3 separate regions of the Mus musculus genome follow, and all the other regions are linked to region 1. The links are chromatin contacts, called in public HiChIP or PLAC-seq maps. All regions are on one chromosome and are shown on one strand. Each heading gives the region's core, a stretch centred on a gene start, on an enhancer-like site or on the middle of the called end of the contact. The rest is flanking DNA. Distances are from core to core; before and after follow the strand shown. Region 1 overlaps Slco3a1 (solute carrier organic anion transporter family, member 3a1). Region 2 has its middle 8.5 kb from the start of Gm26176. Region 3 has its middle 7.8 kb from the start of Gm26176.

The links. HiChIP or PLAC-seq counts read pairs in DNA pulled down with a chosen protein or histone mark.
Region 2: an H3K27ac HiChIP or PLAC-seq map of SST interneurons shows a contact between it and region 1, with 8 times the contacts expected there. The contact joins two enhancer-like sites. A contact is called at or near these places in 2 of 484 Hi-C or Micro-C datasets (embryonic fibroblasts and nephron progenitors), 3 of 115 datasets of contacts at active chromatin or transcription factors (SST interneurons, bone marrow-derived dendritic cells and embryonic stem cells) and 1 of 9 other capture datasets (embryonic stem cells).
Region 3: a contact with region 1 is called in an H3K4me3 HiChIP or PLAC-seq map of embryonic basal ganglia, with 5 times the contacts expected there. The contact joins two enhancer-like sites. A contact is called at or near these places in 1 of 484 Hi-C or Micro-C datasets (nephron progenitors) and 1 of 115 datasets of contacts at active chromatin or transcription factors (embryonic basal ganglia).

Annotation. Positions count from the first base shown.
Region 1 is chr7:74,323,515-74,327,261 of GRCm38.p6, reverse strand. All of the region lies in intron 5 of Slco3a1 (solute carrier organic anion transporter family, member 3a1), which reads left to right. Among named protein-coding and RNA genes, the nearest start is that of Slco3a1, 230 kb to the left of the region's middle. Within about 2 kb of position 2,056, at least 25 of the 459 cell types and tissues checked have an H3K27ac peak or open chromatin away from gene starts, as enhancers often do. A contact at or near this core is called in SST interneurons and embryonic basal ganglia, where this site is marked.
Region 2 is chr7:73,652,762-73,656,433 of GRCm38.p6, reverse strand. No RefSeq gene overlaps it. Among named protein-coding and RNA genes, the nearest start is that of Gm26176, 8.5 kb to the right of the region's middle. Within about 2 kb of position 1,808, at least 7 of the 459 cell types and tissues checked have an H3K27ac peak or open chromatin away from gene starts, as enhancers often do. A contact at or near this core is called in SST interneurons, where this site is marked.
Region 3 is chr7:73,636,350-73,640,159 of GRCm38.p6, reverse strand. No RefSeq gene overlaps it. Among named protein-coding and RNA genes, the nearest start is that of Gm26176, 7.8 kb to the left of the region's middle. Within about 2 kb of position 2,204, at least 48 of the 459 cell types and tissues checked have an H3K27ac peak or open chromatin away from gene starts, as enhancers often do. A contact at or near this core is called in embryonic basal ganglia, where this site is marked.

The sequences.
Region 1 (3,747 bases), core at 807-3,306:
TTGCTGCACAAGTATCCTAACTTCCCTCGATTCCCAGGAACTCACCTGAAGATGGAAGAAGACAGCCAGCTCCACAAAGCTGTCCTCTGATCTCAGAATACACTATATCACCCCCTACACACACACATATACATGCACAATAATATTTTTAAGAAATAAAGTTAAGAAGGCATGCCCATGCTGATGACCTTGCCCATGGCAGGCATAACTAATGGATCACAGAATTTTTCCCAATGTGAGGCGAGGCTTTACAGTTCTTCTCACCAGACTTCTAATCATTGGAAGTTGAGCTAAGAAAACTCATCTGCCCTCATGAGAAGCAGCATTGCCAAGGTGGGGTGGTCAGTATGTCCTCAGAGTGTATCTTAGACTTGCTTTTCGTGTGGGAGGAATCTATTCTTCACTCTTTGCGTGACCAACAGGCTGCATTAGTTGAGTTGATCATCTCAGAACATGACTAAGAATGGCGAAAACATAGCAGTTGAGGAGGATGGAAGTGTCCACCGTGGCCAGTTCTGATGTAAACTTGCTAGGAATGATACATAATTGATGATGTGCTGCATGCCATTGAGGGCTGAAGAGGGGATCATGGTTAATACTATAGAAAGTTAAAACACTGAAGATAAAAGTAGATTTCTAAGCCATGAAACAGAAGGGAATTGCAGAAGAGAGGGTTCCTGAGTGGACAGCCCTTGATAGAGAGCCCAGCTGTTCCTCTGAAAAGGCAGAGGAGGGTCCTGTGATTAAGGCTGCTGAGTGCAGTGTATGGCCAGGTGGCAGAGAGGGCTCCAACCCCTATACTTCATCTTCTTTGTCAACTAGGAGAAATAGGAGGGTGTTCTTAGCTTACCCTTTAACACCTCCTGGGGTGGGGCTGGAGAGATGGCTCTGAAATTAACAGCATGAGTTCTTCTTGCAGAGGACCTGGGTTTGAGGCTCACTTTATGGCCCATAGCCACCCATAGCTCTAGTTCTAAGGGATCTTACACCCTCTTCTGACCTGCAGGCACCTCGAATGCACATGGTGGTTGCATGCATATGCATTCCGGCAAAACATGGACACCTAAAACAAAAATAATAAATCTTTGATAAAATAGTTTGATTAGTAAAGCCCCTACTGCCTGAGTATGAGGATGTGAGCCTGTGTGCCCAGCACCTACTTAAGAGTCTGGCAAGGCAGGGCATATCTATTACCTCATGACTGAGGGAAGAAGAGACAGACAGATCCCCAGAGTTCACTAGGTAGTCAGTCCAAACAACTGGTAAACTCTTGGATTCGGTGAGCTGCTGCATCTCAAAAAATAAGGGGGGGGGGGCTGGAAAGACAGCTCCATGGTTAAGAGAACTGGCTGCTCTTTGAGAGGACCTAGGTTAAATTCCCAGTATGTACATGGTAGCTCACAACTGCCAATAAGTTAGGTTTCAGGGGACTCAGTGTTCTCTTCTGCCCTGTGGACACAAGGTATACAGATGGTGCATAAGCATACATACACAGGGAGAATGCCCATATATATAAAATAAAATACAAATTTTAAATTAAGTGGAGATCCATGGGTAAAGGTTCCATACTTCAGCTGCCAGCACCTATACACCCACGTGCAGCTGTGCGTGCACACAAACACGTATGCATGTACACACACAAACATACAAACAGAGAGAGAGAAGGGGGACAGTATATGTATAGAGAGAGATTCCCCATTGCTTTACAAAATGGCCAATCAATGCAAAGGATGCAGACCAGCATGGGTGATGAGGGACATGCACATTGAAATCTATAGGGGGCACAGTGATGCACCAACCAGATGATAGTGCTGAGTGCTGGCGAGAATGAGGAGCAACTGGAACCCACACTGCAGTGGAGATGCCCGGGGAGCGAGCCTCTGCTTCGGGCAGTTTTTGCAGCACCCATTAAAGCTCAGCATATGCCTGTGCTGTGATCCATCAGTTCCGTTTCTGGGCACTTATCCAACAGAATCGAGTGTTTAGGTCCACTCATTTACATATGCATATATAACAACATTCAGAGCAGCTTTATGCATAATGATCTCAAGCTGGAACTAACCCAAGTGTCTGTCTGCAGCAGAATGGGTAAATAAGCTATAGACTGTTCATTCTATACGACACAGCTCAGGAAAGGACGAATTCTCACACAGCCTTCCATGGGAATGTGTATGGGTTGGAAGATGTCACACACAAGAGAATGTATTTATGGGACTTAAAAAAAAAGATGAATTGCCAATTAAAGTAAAAGAAGCCAGAGCCACAGTTGTCCTTGAAGGTTACAGCTACAGAGAGGTACCCAGGAGCCTCCTAGGCAGCTGCAAGTGAGTGTGTGTGTGTGTGTGTGTGTGTGTGTGAAGTGAGTGCGTGTGTGTGTGTGTGTGTGTGTGTGTGTGTGTGCGTGCATTTATGTATGCCTTTGAGTCTAGTTACGTGGAATATGTATATGTGCATGTATGTAATGTACCTGTATATGCAGGTTCATTTTCACACATGTGCATGCGGAGGCCAGAGGTCAACAGTGGGTGTCTTCTTCAGTCCCTCTCTACCCTAGTTTTTGATGCAAAGTCTTTTTCACACTGAACCAGCTGGCCAGCATGCTGCTGGGCTCAACCTGTCTGCCTACAATCTAGCTCTGGGATTCCAGACATTTGCCTCTTCTCCTGGCTCTTATGAAAGTGCCAAGGATCAAACACTCCCAAGCCCCAAAGTATCTGGAGTTGTTCTAAGCTTGACTTGAATGCTGGTTATGGAGGTATCTGCATATCCAGTTTTCCAAGTTGGAAAGTTTACCAGGATGGTCTTTGTGTGTTTCATAAGATGTAACATCACAGTTTTAAAAGAAATTCAACCCTGGCCATCATGATAACATACCACAGTTTTCTCTCCCTGGAAACTGCTGGGCAATGCAAGTTCACCCTCCCCCACTAATCATTCTTACCATCCACTTTTTGGTAAGTATTAGTAAAATGCAGTCAGCTTTTCAATGCCTGCAGGACAGAGGAGAAAAACACATCCCCCTGTAAGAGAAGCTATAGCTTTTGTTGTCTCAAGAATCTGGGCATTAGACCTCCAGCACCCCTGGGTTTATCTCTCAACTCCTGGTTTCTGTGCCAATATATCTTCCATTTTAGTTGTTCTTACACAGTTGCATCTCCGGGACCAAGTCCTATTTTAGAAGAAATGCCTAAGTTTTCTATCGACAAACAAATCAATAGTCTGCAGGGCAGAAAGGTCAGAAAAACAATTCTACTGCCTAGCGTCTGTTTGTTTCCCAGTAATTCCTGTGTGCTGGAGCGCTTAACAAGGTGGAAAGGAAAAGGGGGCGGGGCTTCTTCATATTCTCTAGGCAGGCCAGCATCAGGCATTTCCTGTCCCTATGTCTAGCCTGTGGCAGAGATCCAGTTAGTATGTACTGGGGAGAGCACACTGCAGAGAAGCTGGCAGGGTACACTAGGGGAAGCTGATGTAAGGAGATGCTCTCAGAGTAGCTCCTGCACTCTTAGACGATGGTAGGCATGCACTTATCCCCATCTATACATTCAAGGCTGCAGGCCACCCATAAAGTCTTCAGCAGATGGGTCAGAGTTCAGAGAAGAGCAGTGTAGACAGTCCAGGAGCCGATGATGTTGATTTATGAGTGCAGATTAAAAGAGCCCGGTCTGCATAAGTTAATCTAATAAGGATGAAGTTTTGGTCCTGAAAGTCCTGACAATAGCCATGGGTGTTAAGGACATATACACACAT
Region 2 (3,672 bases), core at 559-3,058, 670 kb after region 1:
CCGGCGCCATCTTAGAGTTGGCTTCCTACAATGACCTTCAACTCAGGATCTCCCTATCTCAACCAGCAAGTGCACACTGATGGGTGTGCAGCCCGTGCCCAGCATAGGTGCTATTCTGAGGATGGCAAAGTCTGTGGGAAGCTTATTCCAAGTCTTGTGATACAGTGAGCCTGGGAGAATGGGCAATGATGGCTTTTACACACACACACACACACACACACACACACACACATATACACACACACCAGGATGCTAAGATGGTCCTGGGCAATGATGGCTTTTATACACACACACACAGAGAGAGAGAGAGAGAGAGAGAGAGAGAGAGAGAGAGAGAGAGAGAGAGAGAGAGAGAGAGAGACATACCAGGATGCTAAGATGCTCCTGGGCCACTTGTTTTCAGGGACTTTCTCAGCTCAGGACCCCATCCATCTCCACATCGGCTCTCTGGCGCCATCTTCTGTCAGTTTCCGAAACCCCAAAGATAGGGCTGTTTCTGTCTAATCACATTGTTTTTAAATAACAACCAAAAAAAGTTACATTGTTGAACATATTTCACCCTCTAAACTGAGTGTGTAATCTGGGCACTTGGAAGACTAAGCCAGGATGCTGAGGAGGCTAAACACCTCCTAATCCGATCTCAAAAAAGAGTGTGAACCTAAACAGAAAGAGAACTCTTAAAAGGTGTGATAGGATGCTCAAGTGTAGCTCCCCACAAGCGACGTCTTCTGCGGAAACAGGAAGACTCGGTTCTATTTAAGTGGCAGGCCGTGGAGAGTTTGACCATGCTCCAGTGGTCAAATGACTCAAATTGGACATGGGTCCAATTTTTATCTTATTTTGGGGGTTGGGGGAGGCCACAATGGTGCAGGGAAGGACATGGAAATTCTGAGGAATGAATTTGATCAGGGTGCATAATGTAAAATTCCCAAAGAAGCCATAGAAATTGGAAAAAAAAATAAGGCTAGAGGCAGATGGATTTCTCCAGCCCCGATGTATCTGGATTTGAATAAAAACACCCAAAAGTTGAAACTTTTCTGATTCTTGTGGGATTGCAAACAAAATCTTCCTCTGCTCCACAAAGAAATAAAGAAATGGAAGGTGCTTCTGGAACACTCCACGGGAAAAAGGGAAAAGGCCACTTTCAGAGTTATAATCCCACCACAGTTTGTACTGTCTTTGAAATGGTAAGAGCTTTAAAGTGTCCCTGTGGCCTCAAGAGACCCAGTGCTGAGGGGAGCTGGGAAAGACTGGGACATGGGCTGGGTTCCCAAACCAATTTCCCTCTGCACAGCTTCACACAGAGCCCACAGGATTCAAACAAAACACACACATGGGACCCTGGAACAGAGAAAGAAGGAAGACCGTCCTTCCACATCTGGAGCCAAGCATAAGCCGAAAGATTAATTTATGCAGGCAGATCCTTCTGTCGTGGAGAGAAAGCTGAAGAGGAAAAGCAACGCTTCCCCAGAGAGAAAGAAAGTAGATGGACGTTGTAGAGAGACATAATTTTTTTCTCTGTCACTTTTTCCAAAAACTCATGGAGCTTGTCTTGAGGCTGAAGCACTGGGAGTCTATAGTCTGCCCTTTGCTGTGTCTGTAACTCGTCATGGCCTCAGCTGCTACGATCCTCACTGGGACTAACACTGCACTCATCACTGGTCTCAAGAGTGGTCTCATCACTGGTCTTGATACGCCACATCAAGTATCCTTAGGACAGAGGCTGGCCCAATCAGGTGGTCGGCACGCTGGCACCTTCTGGTGATGCTGTGAGAATGTGAGTCCTGACATTGCTGGCAAAAATCTGCATCCTCTCCGGAGCTCACAGACAGCAGCTGGCATCCCTGGACCGCACACCAGCACTATACACCAAGTTAATCCGTTTAACTGACCAAGCAGCCAAAAATAGCCACGATTCAGAGGGGTTGGATATCAAGTTTGTCAGAATAGAGAATTGCTACTAAAAGGAAAAAAAAAATCTCACAGTTTAACAAGTGACAACAGGGTTGCCTTTCCGCAGCCTTGTCCAGTAAGTGGGGAGGACTCCCTCTAGTGGTCAGTTATATAGAGAGCCAAGTTCTCTCCACACTGCAACTCTGTTACCTTCTCCAACTGTGTCAGCCCCATCACCCTCCCCTTCCAGGGACAGGTTTAGATAAAGTGAGAAAGCCCACAGCTCATTCTCGCCTCAGCCTTAAGGGACCAGTCGAATTTCTGCTCAGAGCCCAACAATTAACATCCACACGCAAGGAATTGGGACATAACCCCTTGGTGTTCCCAAGAAAAAGAGAGGAGCAGGAACAAATGGCAGTGAGAAACACCAGTTCCTACCGCATGGAACTTGACTCAGGTTGTACAGCATTCAAGAAGACAAGTGAAAAGCCAGGCTGTTGGGAGATGGTGGAACAAGATGGGGACATGTAAAGAAGACAGGTCAGGAGCACATGTCATTAAAGGAGATATGGGGACCCAAGCCATCCTGTGTCTTTGCTTCCTGACTGTCATGAGGTGAGCACACACCTCCATTGTATGCTCTTACCATGATATACTCCGCTGCCCAGGGCCCAAAGCAACTGGGTCAAGCAACTGTCGACTGAAACCAGAAACCAAACCAAAACTGACCTTTTATCCTCTGAAGTTATTTACCTAGAGGATTTTTGTCACAGCAACAGAAAGCTGACTAACACACTGGGCCTAGCTTAGCTAGATCCTGCCTCAGGCTCTCTCAGAAGGCTAGAATTAAGGTGTCAGCCAGGGTCAGGACCTGAACTGAAAAACCAGCGGCTTCCGAGCTCACCCTCGGGGTGTTCACTAGAGCCCACCCTCAGCCTCTTGCCATGGTGTTACGAAGAAAATCCCAAGTTTGGTTGTTTAACTATGATGAAGAACATGGGCATAGGACCATCGGGTTTTGTTGCCTTTGTTTGTAGTACTGGGAATCAAACTCAGGACCTTAAATTCGTCAGGAAGGTGCTTTACTGCCGAGCTGCAGCCTTCCTACACATAGGCCAAGCTATTCTCCCAGCCGTGCCTTAGCCTCCTGCATGCTGGGATTGCAAGCAGGCATTACCACTCCCAGCTTCCTCTGCCGCTTACTAATTTGACTAGTACGGGTTTATTTTGGCTTATAGTTTAAAAGGATATAACCATCACTAAAGGAAAGGGATGGTGGCTGGTGGCCCCATAGTGGTGAGAGCACATGGCAGGACTTGATCACATCCCAGCGGACCAGGAAGCAGAAATGGGACAGGAAGTAGAACAGCCATGAACGTAAAGACCTACTCTCCATCAAAGCATTTCCTCCAGCGAGGCTCCACCTCCTAGAGATTCCTTGCAAAACAGCGTCCCCATACTTCCAACACTGTTTCAGAGCCCAGTGTTCCTTCTGAGACTCTCTTAACTATGGGGAAGAGAGAGGGAAGCTAAACAATTGGCTCAGTGGTTAAGAGCATTGACTGCTTTTGCAGAAGACCTAGGGTTCAATTCCCAGCCCTGACATGATTGATGGCTCACAACTGAACTGTAACTCCAGTTCAGGGAACCTGATGCCTGCTGACTTCCTTAAGCTCCTGCATACATGGGTTCATGCATACATTCAAGCACACACATATCTAGTTTTAAAAAAAAAGGAGGGGCTGGTGAGATGGCTCAGTGGGTAAAGCACCCGACTAC
Region 3 (3,810 bases), core at 955-3,454, 690 kb after region 1:
AGGCAGGTGGATCTCTGAGTTCAAGGCCAGCCTGGTCTACAGAGTGAGTTCCAGGACAGCCAGGGCCACACACACACACACACACACACACACACACACACACACTCACAAAACCCTATCTCTCTAAAAGTAAAAAAATTAAAATACATTTTTTTTAAGATGGAGAGAGGAACTCCTGAACCTGTAGCCCTCCCTGAGAGCCGAGTGGCAGTTCTGGTTTCTGAGCGAGGGTAGCATTGAATGCAGTGTTACAGCAGCTAGTGACTTGCCGGTGCTCCAGTGAATACCACCCCATTCATGCACATGCAAGCAGCCCTAATTGTAACCTTGGTAGGTTACAGAAAAGCAGCAAAAAGAAAAAGATATGAGAAGAGGTTTGTGAAAAATGGAGGGTTTGAGGAGAAGAGGGATCTGTTGCTGTGATAAACACCAGGACCAGCAGCAGCTTCGGTGAGGAAAGGGCTTTAGCTCATCTTACCCTTCCAGGGCACAGGCCCTTGTTGCCAGAAGTTGGGACAGCCAGGGTTATGGAGTAAGATCCTGTTTTTAAAAAAGAACAACAGATGGCAGAAATGAAAGAAGAGAGAAGGGACCTGAAATCTAGATTTGGGCTTTGGGGATATTTAGTTCTTCCACACTCAGCAAACTCCACCCTGTGTTCCTAAATCGGTGTGTGACATTTTGTTATGCCGTGAGACCCTGAGTATTCTTGAAAAACATCCAAGGCATACGCCCAGGGCTCAGGTCCATCTGTGAGCACAGAGAGATAATGCCTTTTTCCTATCTGGAGGGCACTGGAAGTGGTGGATAGATTGTTGAAAACTGCTCAGGTCTCTTTGGAGCTTTTTCTAGAAGCAGAGAAAGAAGGCAGTAACGGGCAATCTTCACAGCATTTGGAGAAACTGAAATATGTACGTTCCCCCGTGGGACAAAGCGCATCAAGGAGATTGCAGCCTTTAAACCATGCAGAATTCTCACGTACTCTGCTCCTGATAATGCAGATCAGTACAGAATCTGTGGAAAGCAAGTTAGAATTACAAATCTACACAAATCAGCCCAGAAATTCTACATCTTGAAGCCTACATATTACACAGATAGTTCACTCACATACCAAAAAAAAAAAAAAAGTTTTAATTATTTCTTTTTTTGTTGTTTGTTTTTGTTTTTGTTTTTGTTTTTGAGACAGGGTTTCTCTGTATAGCCCTGGCTCTCCTGGAACTCACTCTGTAGACCAGGCTGGCCTCAAACTCAGAGATCCACCTGCCTCTGCCTCCTGAGTGCTGGGATTAAAGGCGTGCACCACCACACCTGACAAAGATATTTATGAGCTGTCTTCAGTTGCACCAGAAGAGGATGTCAGATCTCATTACGGATGGTTGTGAGCCACCACGTGGCTGCTGGGATTTGAACTCAGGACCTTTGGAAGAGCAGTCGGTGCTCTTAACCACTGAGCCATCTCTCCAGCCCTTTTTAATTATTTCTACATAGTTGGGTGCAGTGAACACTTTTAATCCCAGCATTCAGAAGAGAGAGGCAGGCAGATCTCTGAATTCACAGCTAGCTTGATCTACAGAGCTAGTTCCAGGATAACCAGGGCTATACAGAGAAAGCCTGTCTAAATATATATTTTTCACATATAAAGATATACATATATATGTATTTGTATATGTGTGTATACACATACACATATATAAATACACACACATATATACATATTTCCATGTGTGTGCATGAATGTGAATGTTATGTGTGTGCCGATGCCCCAGGAGGCCAGAAGAGGGTGTTGGATTCCTTAGAACTGAATTTACAAGTGGTTATAAGCTCTCCAACCCAGGTACTGAGAACTGAATTTAGCTCTTCAGGAAGAGCAGGTATGCACTCTCTGCTACTGAATCAGCCATCTCTCCAGCCCCTTAACAAATTTTTAAAGAGAAAGAACCTACCCTGCTCCACCCCCAAAAAATGACTTTTGAAGGAAGCGCTGTTTGAGGACCTTTAGGTTCTGACCAAATGGGCCTTTAATGAGACAGATTCTTCAGTGAGTTGACAAAGGCTGGGAAGTGGGGGGGGGGGGGGGGGCTCTGAAATGCCTGAGGGGAGGGGAGGGTGCAAGGACATGTCTCTTCACACTCACTTAGGCAGTTCCCATTGCCCTTCCTCATTGTGCTCCTGAGGCCCATTCAAAGCTAACACTCATCCACCAATGACATTTGGTACATGGGTAACCGTGGGCAACCAGCTTCACTCTCGGTTGTCTTAGCAACAGTGATGTTCTTCAGTGGGGTTTCCGCTGTGAAGTAATCATCCTTCTTTGAGGTGGACTCCTCTACATCAACGCAGTTTTTTTTACATCAATGACATTTATGAATAAGCCTCAATTAGATGCAATTACAACTGAACTGTTAAGTGAGGCTGTGAATTGAGTCAGATTTGCATATCCTTCCATCAAACCTGGCAAGCCCATGAATTGTGTGCCTGGTGCCATTCAAGGAAAGGGTGCCATTTGCTCTTGAAAACCACCTGCCATGCTCCAATTAAAGACGGGCAGCCTCTCCTCCTTATCCTTACCTCCTCTTCAAAGACAAATAGGAGTAGACGCCACAGCTTCCCCTTCTAGCTCAATAGAAAAGAAAAAGTAGCCCAATATAGATAGCCTCACATTCACCTGGAAAAAAACACAAGTTTGCATGGCGTAGAGTCGCTCTGCTGGACAAAAGACAGGGATTCAGAATCACCTCTCATAGATCCTCCTGCCCGGGGCCAGTTATGAAATATTTAAGTTGTTTGAAAGATGACACTGAGTTTCATGTTACCCACATAGCTGGTGAAAAGAATAGACTTCCTGTGTCTGTCAAAGGTCAGTGAAAAGTGACTCAGTCTTGGAAGCCCAGGACTGGCTACTGAAAGACAAGCTCCCTAATGGCTCTCATGACCCCTGAACTCCTGAATTTCATGGCTCTATCTGGCCCACCCACACTCAAACACATTATGATCTCCCCTGCCTTCATAGAATCCCATTGCATGGGCTCTCTTAGAGGTTGTAGTGGTTTGTATATGCTCGGCCCAGGGAGTGGCACTATTAGGAGGTGTGGCCTTGTTGGAGTAGGTGTGCCACTGTGGGTGTGGGCTATAAGACCTTCATCCTAGCTACCTGGAAGGGAGTAGTCTGCCAGCAACCTTCAGAGGAAGATGTAGAACTCTCAGCTCTTCCTGTACCAGTCTGCCTGGATCCGGCCATGTTCCTGCCTTGATGATAATGGACTGAACCTCTGAACCTGTAAGCCAGCCCCAATTAAATGTAGTCCTTTTCACAGTTGCCTTGGTCCTGGTGTCTGTTCACAGCAGTAAAACCCTTGCTAAGACACAGTTCAGGCCACCCTTGTCCTGCTATGGAAATACAACCTGGAAGAAAGCAAAGGGGAGAAGCCTTAGCTGTTGCTCTGACCTGGGGCACACTCTTGGAACATCCAAGTAGGTGACTTATGCTCTTCTGAGCCCTCTGGCTTGTGCTGGGGATGGGCAGGGAAGATGGAGGGAGATGTGCTGTGATGGAGGGAGATGCCCTGTGCTTAGATCACTGCTTCTGTATGCCCAAGTCCCATCAATCCGCTTCTGGCCTTCATAAAAAGGATGATACATGATTTAGAGTCATAGTCGCAACAAAAGCAGCTTGCCATTCTAACATCAATCCTAGTGCTCAGCTTCCGGAAGCATCACGAGGCCCCCCCATGGGTTTCTGGTGCTGTAGTTTACTGATGATGGCCCCCGTTGGTGCAAGTTTGACAGTATCCTCAAAATAGGCAGCTGTCT